Regions from separate parts of the Gossypium arboreum genome. Here region 1 is linked to region 2. Evidence: chromatin contacts called from public Hi-C data. All regions are on one chromosome and are shown on one strand. Each heading gives the region's core, a stretch centred on a gene start, on an enhancer-like site or on the middle of the called end of the contact. The rest is flanking DNA. Distances are from core to core; before and after follow the strand shown. Region 1 holds the start of LOC108467952 (protein transport protein Sec61 subunit beta-like). Region 2 holds the start of LOC108455650 (pentatricopeptide repeat-containing protein At1g02060, chloroplastic-like).

What was found. A called contact is a pair of places that touch in the nucleus more often than the background predicts.
Region 1: a contact with region 2 is called in a Hi-C map of leaf, with 4 times the contacts expected there. The contact joins the promoter of LOC108467952 here to the promoter of LOC108455650 in region 2. A contact is called at or near these places in 2 of 5 Hi-C or Micro-C datasets (both in leaf).

The regions. Positions count from the first base shown.
Region 1 is chr8:23,019,283-23,024,516 of ASM2569848v2, forward strand. It overlaps LOC108467952 (protein transport protein Sec61 subunit beta-like), which reads right to left and starts at 3,596. Exons shown (of 2, transcript XM_017768782.2): 1 at 3,448-3,596; 2 at 2,004-2,354. The coding sequence starts at 2,352. The coding sequence ends at 2,107. It overlaps LOC108467699 (F-box protein At5g07670-like), which reads right to left. Exons shown (of 2, transcript XM_017768433.2): 2 at 4,987-5,234.
Region 2 is chr8:22,504,849-22,509,784 of ASM2569848v2, forward strand. LOC108455650 (pentatricopeptide repeat-containing protein At1g02060, chloroplastic-like) reads right to left here and starts at 2,426. Exons shown (of 4, transcript XM_053032024.1): 1 at 2,293-2,426; 2 at 61-2,203. The coding sequence starts at 2,384. LOC108456710 (probable helicase CHR10) reads right to left here. Exons shown (of 16, transcript XM_017755322.2): 12 at 4,753-4,936; 13 at 4,139-4,284; 14 at 3,900-4,052; 15 at 3,436-3,550; 16 at 3,067-3,356. The coding sequence ends at 3,338.

The sequences.
Region 1 (5,234 bases), core at 2,346-4,845, 520 kb after region 2:
AATATGTATAACTATATCAATATTCAAATCTAAAATTTCCATAACAGTTAAAGGTCAAAACTTTTTATTACTTTATAGTCTCCAAAATAAGGTTGCCTAGATAGTGCAATAAAAAAAAAACTGAAAACCTTAATCTTTTAAGTGATTTTTTTTCAAAACCATATATGTCAAAACCAAATTTAACCAAAGTTTATAATCAAATTCATGCAAAATAAAATCATGCATTATTTCCTTAAATTCATCGATATATATATATATATATATATGTATATATATATATATGCATATAATAAAAATATTACCGACTTACTTTGCATCTACCTATAACTCCAAGACTAAATATATCATTAAACTGATTAGCATGAAAACCATTTATTCTTAAACGTATAAACCAATGAACTAATACTGTCTCCGCAATTAAAACCTTAGATACACAATTACCAAAAGTTTTACAATAAAATCAAATATTATATATACCTTAAAGCCGCAACAATAAAAAATCAAATGCTGCCAACGAAATTAAACACATTCAAAACTAAATAAAAAACACAACAATTCATAACCATTGGAAATCATTATAAATAATTTTTTAAAAATAAAATTCTCCATTGTACGATTTAATATATGTACGATTTAATATGTATCTTAAAATTTTACAATAAGTTTTACAATAAAATCAAAGATTTAATATATGTACGATTTAATATGTATCTTAAAATTTCAACTAGTGGAGAAGGGCATTTCGGTGGCTCCTTTGTGCTCAAGTTGTGAGGGCACCGAAGACTTAGACCATGTCCTACTACTTTGCCCCAAGGCATGAGCTGTTTGGAAAGCGGTTGGCTTTTCCCCAGTCTACTGTCGAGTTTCTCACTGGTATATTCGCCTCATCTGTGCTTGGTCACACGCAGCGATGCCTCATTCTGCTATGGTTCTTATGGGTGCATCAAAACCTGCTGCTGTGGAAGGGTTAAGACTCGTCTGCGACTAATCTGGTGCGAATGGATGATGCATTTCTGCATATTTGGTAGTAACCCACGAGTATGTTCGCTGCTGCGCAGCCGGGCACTGTTGGCTGTTTTTAGACAGGTTCGGAAGCTGCTGGCGGCGACTTGGATGAATGGTCGCCCCCCTGTGGGCTGCTACAAATGTAATGTTGATACAGCTCATTTGGAGCAAAACGGGGCTGTTGGATTTGCAGCGGTAGTATGTGATTACGATGGCCATGTTGTGAAGTGTTTTCCTGAATTTGGGGAAGCCCTTTTAAACCCTTGTCTAGCAGAAGCATTTGCAATCCATGAGGTGCTCTCTTAGTTAAAATCTATACTGCTCGATAATGTGATATTAGAGTCGGATTGCTTGACGATAGTCAATGCGCTTTTGCGCAAGTCGAGTGATGCTTTTGAGCTTGGTACACTGATTTACAATTGTTTACTATTGAAGACACAATTACAGTGTCTATATTCTGGTGGGACGAAATTCCCCTCCCGTCTTTCTCGAAGAGTTTACTCAATGTTTTGCGTATGGAGTGAGCCTTTTGACTTGGATACTTGCATTTTACTTTCCTTAATAAATGATTCTTTTTCCTAAACATAATATGAGAATAGTTGTGTTCCTTTTTTGGGTTCATTTACAGTCTTTTACATACTTAGTTCTAAGGAATTATGGACAAACATAATGAATTATCATTTGTAACAATTTCTTAATTTTATAAAATATTTCAGTTTTTTTTATTTTAATTCTTAATTTTATAAGATCTTAGAAACAAATTTGATTTGATTTAAATTGAATGGAATGGAGATAAAATCACAATAATATGGGTTCGGATACTTCCAAGAAAAAATGAAGGCTAGTAGTCACTACAATCTCAAAAACTTCAAAGAGATGATTCCAGACCTAACATATTTGAGCATAAACAGTAAAACTTGATTAAAAAAAAAATACCACTGCATGGACCAAGTTGAGCATAAACAAGGATCAATTTAGACTTCACAGTACGCCAAATATTGGAGAAATCAAATCAAAATCCATTTATTAAGCAAAACTGAAAACTACAACATTGATCTTTGTTTGGTACTTGTTAATACAGGTATTGAGGAAAGCCCCTCCCTACTCCTTACGAACAAAATACAACTTGCCCATGACATGGAGAATGGCAACAAATGCAATGAAACCAATGCTCATGACAAGCACCACATTTGGAGAGATCTTCAGCCCTGGGGCATCATCTGTGTAAAACTGAAGCATTGTGCCAGCAGCTCCTCCCGAGGCACCTGCACCACTTGTCGTTCTCCTCCTCCGCATGTTTGCAGCTGCTGCTGCACTTCCTCTTGGTGGTGCTGTTCCAGTTGCCATTCCTATATGACAACCAACTTCTATTTTCAATACTAGATCAAAATTTAGACAATCGGTGTTTTCAGAATCAATATATATATATATATATATATGAAAATTTATTCATTAAATTTTATTGATGGGAGCATAGTGAAGAATGACTGCCCTGCCATGCTATATGCAATACATATACTATGTTCACACAAAAATGAGTTTTTGATACGAGTATGTGCATGACATGAATTTTTTTCAAAGCTCTTTTTTATACCAATGTTGGAATATGTTACGGATTTTAAATCTAGTAAACTAATTAAAATGTAACATTTACATTAGTTTCTCAAATCCATAGATTTGAATAGTAATGAATTTAAAATTGTTAAAATTTTTAGGATTTGACAAACCCATCTAATATATATTATATTGAATATCCTAATATTTTTTAATTTCAATTAATTTGCTCATATATTATGCATTTTATTCTTATTAAATAATAAATGAAATCCAAAATCCAAACTTCCAAACTTCCAAACGGAGGACAAGAGAATAACAAGAAATTTTCAAGGAACAAAACAAGAATGTTGCCAAAAGGCCAGAGGGGATCAATATAGTGTATAGATAGTTTTGAGAAGTGGCAAAGATACCCAAAATTTCACAAAGCTCCACGACTATTAATCAATTAAGCTAAATAATCATAAACCATGTTCAAACTAAATCCAATAGAAGAATCGTAATCTATGATCAATTCAAAACCATCAAAACTTGAATTAAAATCTTTATGGTCTAATCCAATTGAATTATGCCAAATTAAATTGCAGTAAAAGGTAAATCATAGAAATCAATCCATCAAAATTGAATTAAACATTTATGCATGCTCCAAATCCTATAAGAAGCATACATGAGGAATTTTCAAAAGCTAAAACTTGAATATCTTTAGAAACAACACATAAAAAACGATGTAAAAGAATCAGATCTGAAAACCAGATCTACATGCAAGCAATCTAGTAGATCGATCTTATTGTGTATGGATGCCAGAAAGAGATAAGAACCATCGTTTTTATAAACATGCAAAAATGAAAATAAAATGGAAGATGAAAGAGAGGGAGAAGAGAAACTCGCCTGAGTCGACTCGGAATTCGGATATGAGTTCGCAAGCTTTTGGACAAGACTATTTAATATCTTTTCGACTATATACTCCCCCTTTGAACACAATTTGTGGGCTTTATGCTTCGATTTTAGGGACGGCGCTGCTGGGCATTTCCACGCACCACCGCCCAATAAATTTCGGCCACGTGTACTCCTATTGAAAAACTGGCCAATGTGAAATTGTTTCCAACGCTTACGATTGTGCAGGCTAACTAGGCCCAACCTGGATAGGCCTAGTTGACCCAATTTATATACATTTTCTCCTTTTTGCGCCAGTAGTATTAGGTAAAAATACCATAAAAACTTCTATATTAAGAGTTAAATTGTATTTTTTTGTTTAAAAAGGTAAATTAATCCTTATAGTTTAGATTAACGAGCAAACTAGTTCTTTCTATTAAAATTTATCTATTTTATTATAAAAAACAAGCATAACTAACAAAAGAACTAAGTAATTACATATGCATGCCATATATACATCGAGACCAATTTTATTTATAGAAATAGATGAAATTTTTAACAAAAAACTAATTTGTTATTTGATATAACATATAAAGACTATTTTACTCATTTTTGAGTTGAAGAGATAAAATATAATTTAATTTATAATATAAGAATGTTTGCGATACTTTTACCTTACTATTATTTCCTTTTAACTCCAAATTCAATGTAAAAGTATGTAAATATGGTAGATAACAAGTATAAAATTAGCAAAATAAGCACACATTTTAAGATTTGATTCCAAAATTTTAGATCCTATTTCTTAGAGGTTAGATCGGACTGGAGCATCTTTTTTATTTTTATGTTTATTTTTATTTTATTTTTATTTTTATTTTATTTTTAAAAAATTGAAGGAGTAGTAAGAAGGTTTTCCAATTAACTTTTTGTTGAAAAAAATTTAGATCAAATTTTAAACCTGTAAGCAAAATTTAAGATAAAATATGTTAAAATTTTGATTGGGACTTTGGGAACCAAAAACAATTACATGTCCCGTTGCCATCCCTACTACTTAAAAATGATTATATTGTAGAACTGCAATATTGCAATATTTGGCCCATTAATTGAAGGTGTTCACTCGCATACCCACGTCAAAAAATTGAATCATAAATCTAATGATCAGGGGTAATCATCGAATAGAATTTTTTCATTTAGACTATTTAATATTTTAAATTAATAAATATAAAATTATATTTTAATCTCTTAAAAATAATAAAATTTTAATTTAATTCTTTAAAATTATAAATATATAGACTATTAAAATATAAATTATCGTAAAAATTATAATTTATTTCAACCCCTAAAAGAATTTTCTAATTTTGCCCTACTAATGATGTATGTGTGGCAATAATTTACTTTTGCTAATGATGTATGAATTATTAAAAATGACCATACAATAAATCACATATGTTTTATTTGTTTGATAAAGCTCCATTTGAGATGCTTAGTTTTTTTTTTTTTAACAAAATATGAATATAAAATATTTAAAAGAAAAAAAAAACCAAGGCATCTCTAACATTGATCCTAAATAAAAAGATCATTTATTCCATAAATAAAGGTAATCAAATAGATCCTAATTACAGTGAGTTTGAACAAAGAGCATAAAACTGTGTAAACTACATCATTAACCCTTGTGTTTTACATCAACTAACAAGTCAGATGATTCTACTTGTTAATAAAATTAAAAAAATCTAACCTCAATGAAAAATTACACGGTACAACATTCCCAGGCACCAAAAACACATTTATCAAAGTAATTCTTGCTT
Region 2 (4,936 bases), core at 1,176-3,675:
GGTCTATACCTGTTTGACACTTTTGGAAAATGAATCAAATAAAGACATCCGAAGGAATTATTGCTGCTGAAATTTTGGCATCCTGGTGCTGAATTTTGAAGAAGCATCATTAGCCTGCCACTGGTTTGGCATCCTCTTCGATACAAACTCAGCTTCATTTAGCCGTCCTCCAGCTTGTAATGTGATTTTCAAATTGTCAAGGCATCTCAACTCTAGATGTTTACCCCTCTCCACGAGCTCATAGTACAAACCAAATGCTTCTGAAAGTCTCCTGTTGTTACAAAGACCTTCTATGACCGTGCAGCAAATTTCAATATCAGCAGTTTGGTGCTTTTCCAAACTAAATTGTATCATCTTGCACGCCTCCAAAAGCATTCCACTCTGGCAAAGGAAATGAACCAAGTCTTCCATCTTAACCATATAGCCGTCATCATATAGTAATACAAGAACTTGAAAAGCTTTATCCTGCATCCGTCTTGCAAGCAGCAACTTTACAGTCTGTGTCGAGAGATTGATATTCAGTCTAATTCTATGGTCCAGCATTAGAGTTACCAAACTGGCTGCTTCTTGGGCACAACTCTTTTTCAGAAGTTCTGCAAGTATGGAATGAACAGAAGATGTCTGTGGGAGATGTGAACTCTTCAGCATCTTCTCCAGGGTCAGGCAAGCAAGAAGAGATTCACCCTTCAGCAAGAGACCAGTAATCAGTGAGTCATAGATCTCAAAACCCGGTTCAAAGTCTCTTCTCAACATCAAGACCAAGAGCTCATATCCAGCTTCAAACGTACCTTCCTTGCAGTGCCCTAAGATTAAAGTCTTGTAAGCAGGAGGGTCTTGTCTCCCCCTCTTCAATAGCTGTCTAAACACTCTCTCAGCTTTCTTAGTTTTTCCATTAGCACATAAATACTCAAACATGGGATTATATGCCGCAACAACAGGTGTACAACCTACATGACCTAATAATATCTCCTTTTTGGCTAGCTCATCAAAGAACTCCTCTGCTTTTTCGAAGTCCGCTATTTGACATAAACTCCTGATTATAACACTATAAGTAGCTGAATCTGATTGTACCTTCATTTCTGACATCCTTTTGAACACATTTAAAGCTTCATCCATGTTCCCAGCATTGCAGTGCGCATTAATCAGCGTGTTGAATGTGCATGTATCTGGAGTAAATCTTCCATCTTTTCTCATTCCCTCCAAAATTTCTTTTATCTTATCATACTTGTGCACCTCAGAGAGCCCTTTAATTAAAGTATTATAAGTGATCTTATTCGGTTTCAAACCTCTACAAATCATCTCTTGGAAAACAGCCAAAGCTTCATCAATATCTTGCTTCATACAATACCCTCTAACCAGAGTAGTGTAAGTAACGACATTAGGATTCAAATCCAAACTTTTCTTGCTCATACCTTTCACCACATTGTGGGCAATTCTAACCTTTCCCACCCTGCATAATCCATCAACAATTGTATTATAAGTGACAACATCAGGATCACATTTAAACCGCTCCATTTCCTTGAAAAACCTAAACCCCTCATCAACCATTGAATTCATGCCAAACCCTTTAATCAAAATGTTAAAAGTATACACATCTGGTGTAACCCCATATGTGCTAAGCATTTCATCGAACACACTCTTTGCCATATTCGTGCGTCCTCTTTTAAGCAAAATTGACAAAAGATTATTGAATGAAATGACAGAAGGAGACACGCCGATGCTTTTCATTGTTTCGAAAACCTTGATAGACTCTTGAAATAACCCCGCTTTACCATAGCTCCTAATCAAGCTGTTAAAGAACTTGTCCTCGAGCTTAACAGACCCATTAGACCTTTTCTCAATTGAAAGCGTTAAATTACGAGCTGCATAGAGATTTCTTTCTTTACCCAAGATTTCAATCATCAAGAAAAAGGATTGGGCATCGTGAGGGAAACCCATTTGTTGAACCCAGTTAAAGAATTGAAGAGCTTTAGATGGATTTTTAATGAGGCGAAGTGTTTGCAAGACGGTGGTTTTCGACAGAGAGGGAGACAGAGAAGAAATAGAGGATTCAAGCTCACTTGACCATGGCGTGGAGTTGATGACACGAGCCATAAATTTTGCCCCCTTGGTTTTGGTCGATGATTCTGCTTTTTCATCCAAACCCTGATTTCCTTCATTGGTGCCTTCGCCATGTATCTCGATTCGACCACAGGAGAAGCACCTAATTTATTGTTTGAAATTACAAGAGATAAAGAAGAAGCCAAAGAAAATAAAGTGGAGGCAAAGAAAAGAGAGTCAAGAGATATCTACCGGATAACAAAACGAAGCGGACACTGGTAAAGAAAAAGTTGCTTGCCGACACCATGGTAAGAACGAGGACTAAGCACCATTTCCATGAACATAATAAAAATACTACAAACAAATAATTTTATTTCTTCCCTGCTGCGGTTGAAAAATAGTAATTTTAATTTAAAATAATAATTTAAATAATATTTAAATAATTTAATTTAAAATACTTTTAAGCAATTAAATAAATTATTTGTGAAATTTAACTTAAATATATAAACTGTATTAGAAAATTAATTGAATAAAAACGATAAAATTAATTAAATAAAAACGATGATTAGCAAAATAAACATATTAAAGAAAATTAATTCTTTTATTAATTTACATGCTCATTGTTAAATGCTAAGCAAAAACTTAAAAAATGATTATTTGAAAAATAAATATTATATGACAACTCATTAAATTTTAATTGGTTGGGATGAAATAAATAAAGATATTTTAATAATTTCGCTTCTTTTTTGAGCTTTTGAGATTGAATCTAAAAGTTTATTATTCCAAACTCACCTTGTCCTCTGAGACCAGAAGTGAATTTGGATCCAAAAGATAGAGTGGACAAGCCCTTATACAAGTTGGATCAAAGTAATTGAACCAAGAGAGGAACAGTAGTCACCATGTCAGAGTGGCGTGTTCATCTTCTGTTTTTAATGGCGGACTTATCAACAATGTTAGCGAGAAAAATTTCAGGCGCTTCGTCGTCTTTAATGGAACTGACTGTGATCGAACACGAATTGATGAGCCTTTGATATTAGTATTGCAAGTGCATTCTTTACTTAAAGAACAACAAATTCATCCCACCAAATAAATGGTCCAAAGGAAATTGTAATATACCCATATCATCCCATCAAATTCATATATTTACAGCATGCAGAATAATTCATTGTACAACACATTCAACCTTCTCTAAAATGTCATGGAAGGAGATAAGTATATGAGAGCTCCTAACTTAAATTTATGGCTGGCAGACAGTTATGAAGGTCATGAACATAACACACAATACTCCTTCAGCAAGTTACCGACGGTAATAATACCTACAAAAGGTAAATGAAATTAGTTGATTAGATATTCTTGCAAAGAGAGAGAGATAGCTGATAGGAGGGGGATGCATACACAAAGATCTTTACACCATAAATGGAAGCATATTTTCTCAGAAGACGTTCCACGGTGTACCACTGAGCACGATCTGATCGATCTTGATATCCAATTCGTGGCATGTGGATTGAAGCTGTTAAAAGAAGGAATAAAATACATTAGATGGCTCCAAATGGTTGAAGCAAACGAGACTTGGATTCTTCATAGCTGTAAATGAAAATCAAAATGATGCTTCATTTCATAAGCTGTTGATTTGTTTTCTGACATTTTGGTGGCTGAAAGCAGTCTTACATGCATGAAGGCAAGAGATCAGCCAACTAGATTGAATCATAGAAGTAATTTACATAATGCAATGATCAAGTATTTAAGAGACAACAGAACAAAAGAGAGAGCATCATCTTACTTGAATGTTTTGAAGATGTAATATTAATTAATGATGATGGTGGTGATGATGTAAGATGGATTAACTTAAAAGTCTTTACCAGAATTTTCAGCTGCTGAGAATGATGCCTTTGATAAACAACGTTCCAGATCAGGCATAGTGATGTCACTACGAGGAACTTTACGTCTTGGATTATAAGATTGAACAACAGCCAAAGCAACCCATAATGGTGTATTATTTTCCTTGACATCCTCTGCATAGCAGAAAATGGAGCAAGAGTGAGAAATTAGAGACATGATTAAAACCCAAAAGGAGAATTCTACAAGTTACTTAGCTGACCATTGACTCTTATAAGATGAAGATCACCGAGATGAAGGTCCTGAAACTCGGATGCTCGTTCGTATGCAACAGGAACACTAGCAGAAAGCTTCGCCAGAGCATCAAACATTCCACCATGACCCCAGTTTCCAGAATTATCAATACAACTGTCAAATTAACATTAAATCAATGATTTGAACTTCCTAGGCATTTAAATGTCTATACGTTCAACTTTCTGATGGACCTGTGCAAATAAGTCCATAGGGTAAAATATTAACATGAACATAATATGAAAAACATACATTCTAACTTTAAGTGACAAATGATACATAAAAAAACAGGTGTGGAATCACTCAAAATATTAAGGAACAAACTCATTTTCAAATGCTACATAAAGTGCTCAAAAGAAAGTTGATGCAGATTCAGAAATGCTTCAAAAAGGAAGTTTGCAAATGAAATTCAACCAGAACGTTATCTTAGCCATTTTAGCAACCATGCAGCAGTGGAGGCTCACAATTTAACAGTGACTTAACAGAGGCCATTTGTTTGATCATGGAGGAAATTACCCACCATCATTACTCCTGTAATGAGCATAATAATGAGAAGGCTAAGGTGGATGTCTGCAAGAAACTAACCTGAATATTATAGCAGGCACAGAGGGACAAACTTTTGATGGATCAGTACAATCGCCATAAACAAAAAAAACAGAGCCAGAATCTGACAGCATATCACCATCCATTGGACAAGGATCTTGGACAGACAGTGAATGGTATCCATTAGCTTCCCACTTAGCCACCTTTTTTTCCTCCACCTTCTTCT